Regions from separate parts of the Macaca mulatta genome. Here all the other regions are linked to region 2. The links are chromatin contacts, called in public Hi-C maps. All regions are on one chromosome and are shown on one strand. The core of a region is the stretch at or near the end of the contact, and the rest is flanking DNA. Distances in the headings are between cores, read along the strand shown. Region 1 holds the start of RNF121 (ring finger protein 121). Region 2 holds the start of ANAPC15 (anaphase promoting complex subunit 15). Region 3 holds the start of INPPL1 (inositol polyphosphate phosphatase like 1).

Region 1 (4,325 bases), core at 1,252-3,751, 190 kb after region 2:
TCCGTCTCAAAAAAAAAAAAAAAAAACACCAATCTAGTCCAATCTCCTCTTTTAACAAGAGTAAAACAGGGCCAAAGAGAGATAAATTATTCACCTGAGGCAATAATATTAATACCTCAAGTTAGCTGCAGGCTGGGATACCTGCTTTGAACTCTGGCTTGAGCTGGAAACTCCTCACTGAATCTGCATGATTTCATATCATTTTGGTAGATAAATAGGACTTGGGAGTGGACACATCCAGATTCACAGTCACTAGCCAGGCAATGCCCTGGCTGGCCCTATTGGGTATTGAAGTGCTTTTCTACCTTAATTCCCAAGTTAGCTTTCTGTGCCCAAAGGGTGCATCTAATTCCTTTCAGAGGTTGGTTAGCCTCCCCTTTGAGGAGGAAATCACTAGCTCCAGGAGTAGACTGACACAGTGGCTCACACCTGTAATCTGAGCACATCTGGGAGGCCGAGGTGGGCGGATCACCTGAGGTTGGGAGTTCAAGGCCAGCCTGACCAACATGGAAAAACCCTGTCCCTACTAAAAATACAAAAAATTAGCCGGGCATGGTGGTGCATGCCTGTAATTCCAGCTACTGAGGAGGCTGAGGCAGGAGAATCGTTTGAACCCAGAAGGCAGAGGTTGTGGTGAGCCAAGATTGCACCACTGCACTCCAGCCTGGGCAACAAGAGCAAAACTCCATCTCAAATGAAAAGAAAAGAAAAGAAAGAAAATGTTATTTTCTCCTCTGCCAAAACTGCTCTTTATCTCAATGAACCCTGACATACACAACTAAAGCTTTGAGATATACGTAATTGTCTCAAGGGAGAGCCCATGACTAACAAACCATAAATAAGAACTTCAATGCAGTATCTACCCTTTCCAAAGTGTCTTCAAATATATCTCATTGAACCACAGCCAACTGTAATCATAGAAATGTAAAAGCCAGAAGGGGTCTTAGAGGTCATTTCCACAACCACTTCACCTAACCAACCAACCGATATCCAAACACCTATAGTCTCTAGTGATTGGGAGGCAGAAGACTACAACACTTCTTTAAAAATTCCCCTGCTGTGATCACCTGCCAATTTCTCAGTCCCTTCCTCCCATCTTAATGATCTCAATCAGGTAACCCAACTCCAACTCATCCCACTACCAGACAAGTCTTAGTGCTTCCCAAGTCCACTTCTCCCTTTCTCTGAACCTCATCTTCAATCATCCCCAATCCTCCCCACTCTTCCCACACCCAACACACAGCAAGGGGCCTCTAAGATTCTGATCCCTCAGAGATCTCCCTGGTTCTATCTCTGACAACCAATCCCCTTCCTCCTACTCCTGTGATGTCTCTGTCCATATGCTGGCATGTGCAGGATCACAAACACCACTAGATCTCAATGCCTCTGGCTTCAGAATCTTTTCATTTTCCTTTTTCACCTCTCTCTCTGCTTCTCTGCCCTGTCCCTTCACTCCTTTCACACTCAACATCTCCTTTCTCCTAGTGATTCCTTCAAGGACCACCGGTAATTTAATATCCCAGTCTTTAAATGCCTATTGGACAGGTAAAGGGAACATACAATCTCAAGGAGCTCACCTTCAAGGAACTCATAAGTCTAGAGGGAGAGAGAGAGACACTTATTTATCGTTTAAAACTCAGCAACTCCGGGAAGCCTTCCCTATCCCAAGCTGAACTGTTACACACTTCTCAGTGCCACCATTATATCTTTAATGCAATGACTATTCTTGTCTGTCTCCCACCACTAGATTGTGGGCTCTTCAACAGAGGAGCCCCTTGTCTCCCTAGCACCTGGCCCAGGATCCGGAGCAAAAGTCATAATGTTTATTAAGTGAATAAATGTATGAACTCCGGCATACAATCATTTATTCATCCACTTGTTCCTTCATTCGTTGACGAAAACTTTACTGAGCGTACATTAGATACAAAGTCTTAGAATGTAAGGATAAACAAAACATATCCAACTTTAAGATAACTCAAAGCTATACTACTAGTGGATTAGCACTCTTTCCAGGTCTGTGTCCCCAACCCCCATCCTAGGCTTAGACAGAGTCCTCTCCCACAGAGGAAGCCCTTGAAGAAATTCACGCCTCTCCAACTCAAACTACCTCTTAGCCCTTCGGTCCTACCCTAAGACCCCCAGCTAGTAATCACAAAATCTTAACACCCCCACCCCTCCGACCTCTCTCTCTGTCCTCCATCTCCAACCTTGAAGCTAATGCAAGTCTTCTACTCCCAAGGCCGCCTCGGAGTCCCCAAGTCAGGAGTGCCTCTGACTTCCCTCTCCACGCACCCGCCCCCTAGTCAGCTCCTTCCCTCTCAGGATCTTTCCCGTCTCTCCTAAGACCCCCACCTCCCGATACCTCACTGCCCCTCCCCTCAGTCTCAGGCTGAGTCTCTCCTCGTCTCTCAACTCCGCTTACCTCATCCAGCTCCCGTTCCCCAGCAGCACCACCTCCAACCTCCACCTCCACCACTGCCGCCATCTTCACGGCTCGCCCCCTCACCGCAGTCCCCGCGCGAGCCAGCTGCTTCCGCCGTTCAAGTGCTCCTAGCCAATCGGCGGCTCGGACTCCAGCAGAGGGGGCGGGGCATCAAAACAGGCGGAGCCTGTCAGGCATCAGGAGGTTATCTACCTGATGCACGTTTCAGGATCAAGGAGAGAGGAGTCCCGTGCCCTTCCAAGCTTCAGGAAGGGAGCGTTCTTGGAAAATGAGAAATTTGAATCGCATTATTTTCAGTGGAACTATTTAACCAATTCTTCCCTTTGCAGAGCCAAATGGGAGAGTTCCTAAACGGGCAACTTTCGCGACGCTCCCTCAGTGTGGCCTCCAAGGAGCGAGACGTGGGGACTAGGAACTACGTTTCCCAAACTGCACTGAGGCTGATCCGGAAGTTTAAATTCCGCTCCCTCCACGAGAAAGAGTTGTAGTGCGTGAAAATAAACATTAAAACACACGCAAATGTATTTTCCTGGCTGCAGCACCTGCCGTCTTGCCTCGGTAGGAGTCATTTTCAAAAACAGCAGCTTCTTGAGGCCCAGAACGCATTCCTGTGCTACGGAAAGCGGAAGAGAAGCTCTCGGGGTCAGAAGGCGAAGGTTAGAGGGCCGAATTGGCGGGAGAATAGGTTGGTGGTCCACGATCTGAGGCAACGGTGGCTCCGCGAGGTCCACGGTCCCGGGTGAGGGGCTTTGGGATTTGTTGATGGGGAGGGGAGTGGCCGAGAGGGAGGAGGGGTGGCCATCAAGGAAATGAACAGAGCAGCCTGTTCCCGATGAACAGTGAAAGCAGAGGTACGGCTTGAGCTCCAGAAACTGAGAGCTTAAGAGCCTTGCGGGACCTCCACGGCCCCCACATTCCGCGTCTTAGTTAGGCTGTCATGCCAATTCATACATCTCTGCACACTTTTCTAACCCACATCCTGCGGCCCCCGCTTCTGCCGTACCCTCGTTTTTGTACACCATACTGCCCCACCCCTACGTATGCCTTCGTAACTGATTTTTCAGCAGCATGTGAACTCGATACCTTGCAAGCCTGTAGCCCCAGTGCACACGCCTCTGGGCGTCCGCCTGGATCTGTCTGGTGAATGGATCTAGGATGGCTTGTGAGTCCACAGAACGTCTAGAAAAGTCAGCTTTAGGCCGGGCGCGGTGGCTCAAGCCTGTAATCCCAGCACTTTGGGAGGCCGAGACGGGTGGATCACGAGGTCAGGAGATCGAGACCATCCTGGCTAACACGGTGAAACCCCGTCTCTACTAAGAAATACAAAAAACTAGCCGGGCGAGGTGGTGGGCGCCTGTAGTCCCAGCTACTCGGGAGGCTGAGGCAGGAGAATGGCGTGAACCCGGGAGGCGGAGCTTGCAGTGAGCTGAGATCGGGCCACTGCACTCCAGCCTGGGCTACAGAGCGAGACTCCGTCTCAAAAAAAAAAAAAGAAAAAAAGTCAGCTTTATATTGGGACCAACAGAAAATTACAGGGAATTATTTACATCATCTACAGGCATCTCATGTATTTAGATAAAAATAATTATTTTCATTTTGTGAAACTTAATACGGAGAATGTTATAAACACTGTACACCCATCACCCTAAATTGACTATTGGCCTTATGATTTATTTGCTTACTCATTTTTTAAAAGCTAGGTAATACAATAAAAGTTAAACTTACCTGTTTTTTCTACTCTCAAGCCCATTACCCTCTCATCTTCTCCAGAAGCAACTATTATGGATTAGAATTAGCTTGTGTTCTCCCAATCCATTTTTAAAAATTATACGTAGCCATGACTATACAGTATTGTATTGTGTTTCATTTTGTTTTTTAATCC
Region 2 (4,198 bases), core at 1,138-3,637:
ATCTCATCCAGTCTCATGACTTTAAACACCATCTATGTGCCAATGACTCCCAAATCCAGCCCAGATCTCTGCCCTGACCTACAGATTTGTATGCCTCCCTGCCGCCTCAACATCTCTACTCTAACGGGCATCTCAGACTCAACACACTCAAACCTGAGCTCCCCATCAAAAAAGAAATCCCTCCCTCATCACCTCCCCAGTCTTTCCCATCTCAAAACAGTTGCAACGCCAATCTTTTAGTTGTTCAGCCCAAAAATCGTGGCTCCTTTCTTATTCTGGCATTCTACATCTGTTAGCAAACCTTGTAGTCTCTACCATTTAAATAAATTTAGAATTCAACCACTTCTCATCCACTACCTCTAGATTATCATAATAGGCTCCCAACTGGTCTCCCTGCTTCTGCCATTGTTTCCCCTATGCCCAGTCTATTCTTTATAGAACAGCCAGAGTAACTCAGTTAAAATGTAAATCAGATTGTGTGGACCCTGTGCTCACAACCCTCCACTGACTCCCCAACTCCTCATGTCCTACCTATTACTCGCCCTAGAGAACACTATGCCCAAGCCATTCTAGGCCCTCTGCACTTCCATTCTCTCTCACTGAAATGCTCTTCCACAAATATCAGAAGGCTCTCTGCTTCTTCAGACCTTTACTCAAAAGTCACCTTCCCAGTGACTTTGGCCCCCCAATCAAAAATAAAACACCTCCCCTGCAAATATTTTATTCCCACTTCTCAGATTTTTCTCCTCAGTATTTACTGCAACCTTTTTTTTTTTTTTTTTTTTGAGACGGAGTCTCGCTGTGTCTCCCAGGCTGGAGTGCAGTGGCGTGATCTTGGCTCACTGCAAGCTCCGCCTCCCGGGTTCACGCCATTCTCCCGCCTCAGCCTCCCAAGTAGCTGAGACTACAGGCGCCCGCCACCACGCCCGGCTAGTTTTTTGTATTTTTAGTAGAGACGGGGTTTCACCATGTTAGCCAGGATAGTCTCGATCTCCTGACCTCGTGATCCACCCGCCTCGGCCTCCCAAAGTGCTGGGATTACAGGCTTGAGCCACCGCACCCGGCCATTTACTGCAATCTTAAAACTACATATTTTATTTATTTATCTATCTATCTTCTTCATTGTTTACCTCTCTCATAATGAAGGCTGTATGAAAAGAGGGACTTTTTGGTCTGTTTTGTTTACTACTGTATACCCACTACTAAGAATAGTGACGGACATATACTAAGGCACTCAATAGGTATTTGTTGAATGAATGAAAAAGGTAGTCATTTCCAAGAGGCAAAGTGTACTCTTTAATGAAAAACTATAACAAACGGTGCTATTTGGCAATATAATCACATTCAATATGCACAGTACATGACCTCTTGAACAATTCTTATCCAATCTTCACATCAGCCCAGGATAGAAGGAAGGCTGGGCAGAGATTATGATGCTGGTTGACAAAGAAGCTGAGTTCAGAGAGCAAAAGGACTCGCCAAAACTCACACATCTGTCCAGGGCAGTACTGGAAATGTGGACGACTGCTGTCCCTGGAAGAGCCTGGTAAGTGATGGAGCTTAATAGGAATTGGGTTTGAAGGACCTCTGTTTCCAGAAAGCATGAGTATCTCTAAAGGCGAAGCTGAGTCAGAGGTTACTGGAACTGAGGCATCAGCGAAGGAATGGGAGAGGTTACGAGGTTGACCTCTAAGGGGACTTGGCCCAGGTCTGAGGAGGGCAGCAGATTCCCCAAGCAACAGAATGCTGTGCCTGAGGCTGACTAGTCATTCAAGTCTGTACATAATCTCCAATGTCAGAATTCAACAGACAACCTTAAGAGAGATCACTGAGTCTACTGCATGTCTGCAGGGTTTGGCTTCCCTGGACTGTGAGGTCTTCCAGGGAAGCCACCATTTTCATAGATGTATCCCCAGTTTCTAGCAAGGCCTGGAATATAGTAATATAGGAACTCAAATATTTTTGTTCAGAGCAAAAATAAAAAAGAATGAATGTGCTCAAACGGGAAACTGAAGCTGAGAGAGCACAGACAGGAGGGACATAACATTAACCAGCAATTCTGGAGTAGTAACAGATTAGTTTTCTTAGTTTTCTGGAGTAGTAATTAGATTAGCAGGACAAACGGCCCTCGCACTAAGAGGTTGCTGTCAACAATTCTTCAGAAGGGGTTAACAAGCAAATGGTGCCTGGGAACAAAGCGGCAGGGGTTAAATGTAGCCGTAGTAGTGGGGCCAGGATGGAGAGGCCGATTGGCTGAGCCTCGAGGCGGGTCACACTTCCTTCCCTAACACTGTGACTAAGGTATGCAACGTCACATCCGGTTTAGTGGGCGGGAGCAGGGAACAAAAGGAGACGAAGGACGCATGCGTTTGGTGAGTCCCGGATTCTGGTGGGTTCTTCCGCTCAGGCTGAGTTAAGCGCTTCCGGGTCGCCGCCGGCTGCAGCCTCCCGGCGCGGTAAGTACAGAGACAAGGCTGCCGTCGTCTCCTTGCCCCTTCATTCCTTCTCCCACAGAAACCCATTTCCTTTGACCCGACTGCCCAGGAGCTCCATATTGAGAGTCCTTAACCCTTAAAGAGCTCCAGTTCATTGGCCGCTTCCTCGAGACTAAGCCCCACCCCTCACACAAGGTCCGTCATTCATTGGTGTCACTTCCTGTCACCCAGCATTTCTTTCAGTTAATTGGCCCTACCCAGGCCCCGCTTTTTTCGCGTTTAGCAACCCTATAAGGCCAAATTTCTGTCTTGAGTCCCGCCCTACTTTCTTTCTGTTGGTCAACTGCATGGTCATTAGCGTAATGAGTAAAGAATGGGCGGTGGCTTTGCGACGGTGGGTTGGGCTTTCCGAGCTGAGATCTCTGGCCTGTCAGTACTTCTTGGACATGAGGGTGTTTTCTCTCGTGCCTAATTACGCAGGTTGGGAATCTGAGATACAGGGAAGGGCAGCGGCTGGCCCTGGGTCGGTCAGATAAATTAGGACAGAAGCAGGACCAGCATCAATTCTTTTCTCCTGCTCATCCCTTTCACGGAGGAGTTCTAAGCCCCGACTCACTGTATGACCTAAAGCCAGTCTCTGCCTGTCGCTGGGCCTCAGTTTGCCTGTCCTCAGTTTAATAAAGATTATCTAGCACTCCTGGTCGGCTCCCTCAGCCGCTCAAAGCTGATTGTACCCTTATAATGTTAGTTCATCCATTCAATCTTACATCTACTTATTTATCCACTTATTCATGCCTCCTAGAATGTCTTACTAAGCCCTGCTTGCATATGCTACAATCCCCCCACCCCAACATTTGGCTGTGATTTATGAGCGGTCGTTAGTGTCCTAAATTTCTGACACTGGGTGGGTGTGGCATGGGCCATCATAAAGGTGCAAAAAGCAGGTTTTAGTGTATGGAGGAGGTAGGGATAATTTCAGTAGAACCCTGCTACCTCTAATTTTGTATAATTTCATAATGCCAGTCTGCATTCTGGATTCCTATTCCTACACTTGACTCCCATTCCCTTCCCTCCTTGAACAACCTGCAAACAGCTTTATCTATCCATTATTTACTTAATTATCAGAATAACTTTGACGGTGGTATAATTGTTATTATCCCCATTTTACAGATGAAGACATTGAGGCCCAGAGAGGTTAAGTGACTCAGCCAAGGTCAAACAGCTAGTAAGTGTTGGAGCCAGGACTCAAAGCCAGGTCTATCTGATTCCTAGTGGGAGGGGCTGCTTTCCTGCTGTCTTCCACCCTATCCCTAAATCAAATTACAACCAAATTAAAAACGAAAACTAAGCAAAACACATTCACTTGACCCTTTCCCTCAGTCTAGGAGCCATGTCCACTTTGTTCCCCTCACTCTTCCCTCGTGTGACTGAGACACTGTGGTTTAATCTGGATCGACCCTGTGTGGAAGAGACAGAGCTGCAGCAGCAGGAACAGCAGCATCAGGCCTGGGTGAGTGAGCAGCTAGCACAGCACAGACAGAGACCCCAGCACAGACAGAGACCCCCTTCAGTGGGCCATGACCCAGCCTTATTCTGGAAATCTGCCCAGGAAGAGCTTTTTGCCCTCAGCTGGGAATAATCAGGCTGGGAGCCAGGGAGCCAAGGTTCTCATCTTTTCATACCCTAATTTACAGGGGTACCATGTGACTTCTGGGCCAGATTAGAGCCCAGGCTGCTGACACTCAGCCCAAGCTCTTTTCCCT
Region 3 (4,466 bases), core at 97-2,596, 130 kb before region 2:
AAAGATGTCAGGAGAACAAAGGGGTAAGCCGGGCGGATGGCGTGGGGCAGCGGGCGCGGGCGTTGCTGAGCCCTGCTCGGGCCATGGCCAGGACAGCCAGACAGGAGTTTGGGAGGGGGTTCACAAGGCCAAGAAATATCTAAATAAAGATCTAAATAACTGATCTAAATAAAGCAGCCCCCCCAGTTTCCCACTCACTGGGCCCACAGAAGCCAACTCAATGTCAAACTGCAGGGCAGGAGGTACAAAGCAGGTAGAAGGCTGCAAAACCAGGAGTGCTAACTCACTCCAGCACCACTACCACACTCGGCTGACAGGCACAGCCACAGGACCTGGCCCACTCAGAGAAGGACGAAGTATGGCTCTGCTCTCAGCACTCATAGCTCAGGGCTAGGGCAGCCAGGTAACCAGGGCTCCAGCCCAGAGCCAGGGCTCACTCACTCATTGGTTCAGAAATAATGGCAAGGTCCCATACAGCCTCAGCCTCTGCTTCCCCAAGCCTTCCTCTCTACACCACCCACCACCGCCCCCACCAGCCATACACGGCCAGTCAGAACCCCAAAGCACAAAAAGGGGCCCTAAGGAAGCTGCCAGGCATCCCCACACACCCCGTCAGTCCCTCTGCCCCGACTCCCTCTCCTGCTCACCACTCAGTCCCTATCCAAACGGGACTGCACACAACGTGGAATGCACATCCTCTCCCCTGCTCACTTCTACCTGGAGGATGCCTGAAGGGGTCTGCCGGGGAATGCCCGAATGTTTCGTCCATCACAGTCACACTGGGCCGCAGAACCCCATATCCTCTGCCCTCAAGGCTCCTGAAAGTGCCCCCAGACACACAGCAGGAAGTGCCCCTGCGTTCTTCCTCAGACCCAGGAGAAAGCCAAGGCTCCCACTCTAGGGGGTGGAGGCGGGTCTGGCGTCCCGCCGCCCCACGCACCCTGAGCCGGGCCCTCTCCACACCCCGCCGTGCCCGCGCTCCCTGTCCACGCCAGCCCGCAAGGAGCCCCCGCCCCACTCACAGGACGCAAAGCGCGAAGGCCCCCGCCACGCTCTCGCTGTCTCGGACCAGGAAGCTGCCATCGCGGCCCGCCCGGGCCAGCAGCTCCTCCGCGGCCGCGCGGCTCAGGTCGCGGTGGTACCAGGAGGGGGCCTGGCTGCCCAGCGCGCCCCCCGGGCCCGGCGCCCCGCAGGCCGAGGCCATGGCCCGCGCAGGGCTCAGCACCGCCCGCGCCCGTCTCCCCGCGCCATCCGCCCCGAGACGCTCGGGGCTGAGGCTGGGGCCGGGCCCGGGGCCCGGGCCTGAGGATCCGTGGGCCGGACAGAGCCGGGGATCGGGACTCAGCACTCCGCCGCGCAGGCCGCCTCGTTCGCCGCGCAGCCGCCGCTGCCTGCAGCGCCGGCCTCAACTTGAAGAGAAAGAAAAGTTTGTTCAGAGGCGGCGGGGGAGGGGCGGGAGCGGAGCGCAGAGCCGGCGGCCGCCCCCTCCCCCTCCGCTCGGCCCGCAGCCGGGGCCGCCCCTGCCCCCAGCTCCTCCTGCGGGGACTGTGCCCCCACCTTCCCGCAGGGCCCGGGACCTCCCCGACCCCACAGTGATCCTGCCCCCACCATTCACCCGAGGAGATCCAGTCCCCAAACCCCCATCGAAATCCAAGTCCCCCAATCCTGGCCCGACACTTCGGGATCCAGGCACCTCCTGGAGAATTCAGCGCTTCTCAGTTCTCCCAATGATATGACCCCTAAACCCCATAATGGTCTGATTCCACTCCATGGCTCTTCCTCTCGGCCCCCGTACAGCTTGGCTGCATCGAGTTCCCCAAACCTGCGAAGGATCCAGGACGACCCCCCCACCCATTCCCTCCACCCAGGCAGGCAGGGCCCCCAACTCCCGCGAAATGCAGCCCCCTCTTAGATCTGAGCCCCCAACTCCATGGGGACCGTTCCCCGGCAAAGCCTGCGGTAAGATCCGCTCCCCCACACACCCCCAGACGAAGTGGGACGTTCTCGAGCCCCTCACGCAGCCCCTCCCAGCCCGGCAGAGCCCTTCCCCCTCTCGGCCAAGTTCCTCGGCACCACCCCCCACACCCGCAGGCCGGGCCTTGCGGGGGTTCAGCAGTCCGAAGCCAGAAGGATCCCCTGGCCCGTCTAGGAGAAAGTTCCCTCCCGGGATCCTGGCCGCCGCACGCAGACCCCCACCTCCCGGGCTGCTCCGGCGCCCCTTCCCCGGACAGCGGCCCTGGGCTCCAGGCGGCCACTTAAGATGGCCATCCGCGCTCGCCCCCGCCCTCCGCGCCTCCCGCCCCGCCCCGCGCCGCCCCGGGGAGCTGGGGGCAGCACCGCGCCCCGCCTCACCCCGCCCCGCGCCTCGGTCCGGGAGCCGCTGGCCCACTGGGTGACCTCGGGCAAGTCGCGGCGTGGGGCTGAGCTCGGCTTCCCGCTCTGGAAAATGGGGATCCTGTGGCGAGGACCGGCTCTGGGGGCCAGGCTCGTACCGCGCTCGGCACCGGGCCTGGCGCCCAGCCCGCGCTCCCGAACGGCGGCTATTTTTATTATTAATTAAGGAGGAACGAAGGTGACAGCTGTGTAAACTGTAAAGCGCGGCTGCTGGACGAACGGGTATTATTAGCACTCGCCCCCGCCCCAGCGGCTCCCTCCGAGTCAGCAAACTCGCGCCTCCGCGGGCCGGACGCCCAGCGGGGAGCTCCCAGACGGGGTCCACTTCAACGACCCCTGGCTCCCTCCCCTCACGCCGTGAGCGGAAAGGGGACGCGGCCGCTGGAAAGGGGGCGGAGTCCATAAAAGGGTCTGGCCCGCCCCCTCCCAAAAAAAGACCTAGCCGGTGGCGGCGTCTCCGGGGAGTCGTCTTCCTGCCCCGCCCCTCCGCCCCCTGGCTCCTTAAAGGCGCAGGCCTCCAGTCGGGCTCCCGCCGCCACCATCTCCTGGGCCGCCTTGGGAGAATCCCTTTAACCTGGGAGAGAACTTTCACTTTGCTACGTTGAACCTGTTGACGGAGCCCGGGTCAGTCCCGCGAGCTCCTTCGTCTGTTTCAAATATGCATTGACTTAACCCAGCTGGAACAGAGCCTGGGACGTGGAAGGGGCTCTGTGGGGCCTTCCACACTAGATAAATGTAATAACTAAGAGATCCACCCACCCACCCAACAGTGCCTCCAGAACGCAATAACTCATCCAACAATCTGTGCCACCTTCCTCATCAGCCACCTTTTAGTATAAGAAAAGATGAGCCTGATGTGAGGGGACTCCTTGGTAGTGGGGGAGAGACCTGGACTAGGAGTCTGCACACCTGGGTTCTAGTCCTAGCTGGGCCACCTACCTGCAGGGTGTTCTCAGACGCTTACCTGTGCCTCTCTGGGGACAGTTGTAGTAGGAGTGTGCAAACAAAGACTTATCCAAAGGGAAAGGGGTGTTGGGAGACCCAGAGATAACTCAGGCCCAGCCCCCGAGGGCCTTGCGAAGACATAGCAACCCCCTCAAGATAGGCATATCTACCAATCCTAGGAGGAGACAAAGGTGCCAGAGGCTCCTGACCCCAGGAAGCCCTTAAAGGTGTCTAACTCTTCCAGCCACACCTCAAGGACACCAAAGCGCTGGACCAGTTCCAGGCTGTTGAATATTCCACTCCAGGAACCCCCTAGACCGCCCTCTCCAATTGGCTCTGTTCTTCCTCTGAGAGTTCCAAGCCCCAACTCTGCTCCTTCAATGTGCATCACATTTTTTTCATCCCACTGGCAATCCGGAGCCTTTCCTGGACTCCCATTCCCAGCTTTTCTGTTAGAGCCGAGCACAGAGCCAGGCAGACAAGGGCTGGAGGACCAGGAGGCTGTTCGGAGACCAAGACAAAACAGCTCAGGACCTGGCTCCCACTTGGGGCAACAGGAGCAACAGGATCCCTGAAGACTATTAATGTGCAGACACCAGGCTCATGGGCTTTCTAGGCAACAGCTCCTCTATATTTCACAAGCCTGAGGGCAGGACTATTATCCTCTTTATACCTGGGAGGAAACAGAGGTTTAGAGCAGTGAAGCAAAGTGTTTCATTTTCACAAAGTAAGTAGCAGAGCTGGGATTCAAACACAAGTCTAGTTGCTCTAATTTGAAGGAATCCAGAAGCCATAGAATCTGTCTCCCACCCGCCCCCCCACAAACTCACAACCATAATAATTCCACAGACATGGATGTGTCAGTCTGTTTATTAGAAATGACTGTTGGCCCCACCATGGAGCAGTGACTGACCGGGTGACAGAGGGTTAGGTGACTTATAGAAGCATGCTTAGGACGCTGTCTTTTGTGGGAGCTGAGCTGAGCCCAGCCTGGTTATCCAAGCTGAGGGCAGGTAGTCTGGGAGAACTGAACTCAGCCAAGGAGCCAGAATTGCAGCATCAGGGCCAGGCTGAGCAGGAGACCCCCAATCCCATGAAGCATCTCGCCAGCATTTACATGCATGACT

The links. Hi-C and Micro-C count contacts between places; a contact is called where the count stands out from the background.
Region 1: a Hi-C map of fetal cortex germinal zone shows a contact between it and region 2, with 2.0 times the contacts expected there. The contact joins the promoter of RNF121 here to the promoter of ANAPC15 in region 2. A contact is called at or near these places in 2 of 14 Hi-C or Micro-C datasets (blood and fetal cortex germinal zone).
Region 3: a contact with region 2 is called in a Hi-C map of fetal cortex germinal zone, with 4 times the contacts expected there. The contact joins the promoter of INPPL1 here to the promoter of ANAPC15 in region 2. A contact is called at or near these places in 2 of 14 Hi-C or Micro-C datasets (cortical neurons and fetal cortex germinal zone).

The regions. Positions count from the first base shown.
Region 1 is chr14:72,222,414-72,226,738 of T2T-MMU8v2.0, reverse strand. It overlaps RNF121 (ring finger protein 121), which reads right to left and starts at 2,501. Exons shown (of 9, transcript NM_001194615.3): 1 at 2,423-2,501. The coding sequence starts at 2,485. It overlaps XNDC1 (XRCC1 N-terminal domain containing 1), which reads left to right and starts at 3,084. Exons shown (of 10, transcript NM_001374474.1): 1 at 3,084-3,182.
Region 2 is chr14:72,408,921-72,413,118 of T2T-MMU8v2.0, reverse strand. ANAPC15 (anaphase promoting complex subunit 15) reads left to right here and starts at 2,387. Exons shown (of 6, transcript NM_001193608.1): 1 at 2,387-2,456; 2 at 3,606-3,660; 3 at 3,816-3,945. The coding sequence starts at 3,826.
Region 3 is chr14:72,538,836-72,543,301 of T2T-MMU8v2.0, reverse strand. It overlaps INPPL1 (inositol polyphosphate phosphatase like 1), which reads right to left and starts at 1,346. Exons shown (of 28, transcript NM_001260839.1): 1 at 1,023-1,346. The coding sequence starts at 1,204. It overlaps LOC144334325, which reads right to left and starts at 2,850. Exons shown (of 2, transcript XM_077963642.1): 1 at 2,353-2,850; 2 at 1,276-1,409. The coding sequence starts at 2,797. The coding sequence ends at 1,342. FOLR2 (folate receptor beta) reads right to left here. Exons shown (of 5, transcript NM_001260645.1): 5 at 4,203-4,466. The coding sequence ends at 4,373.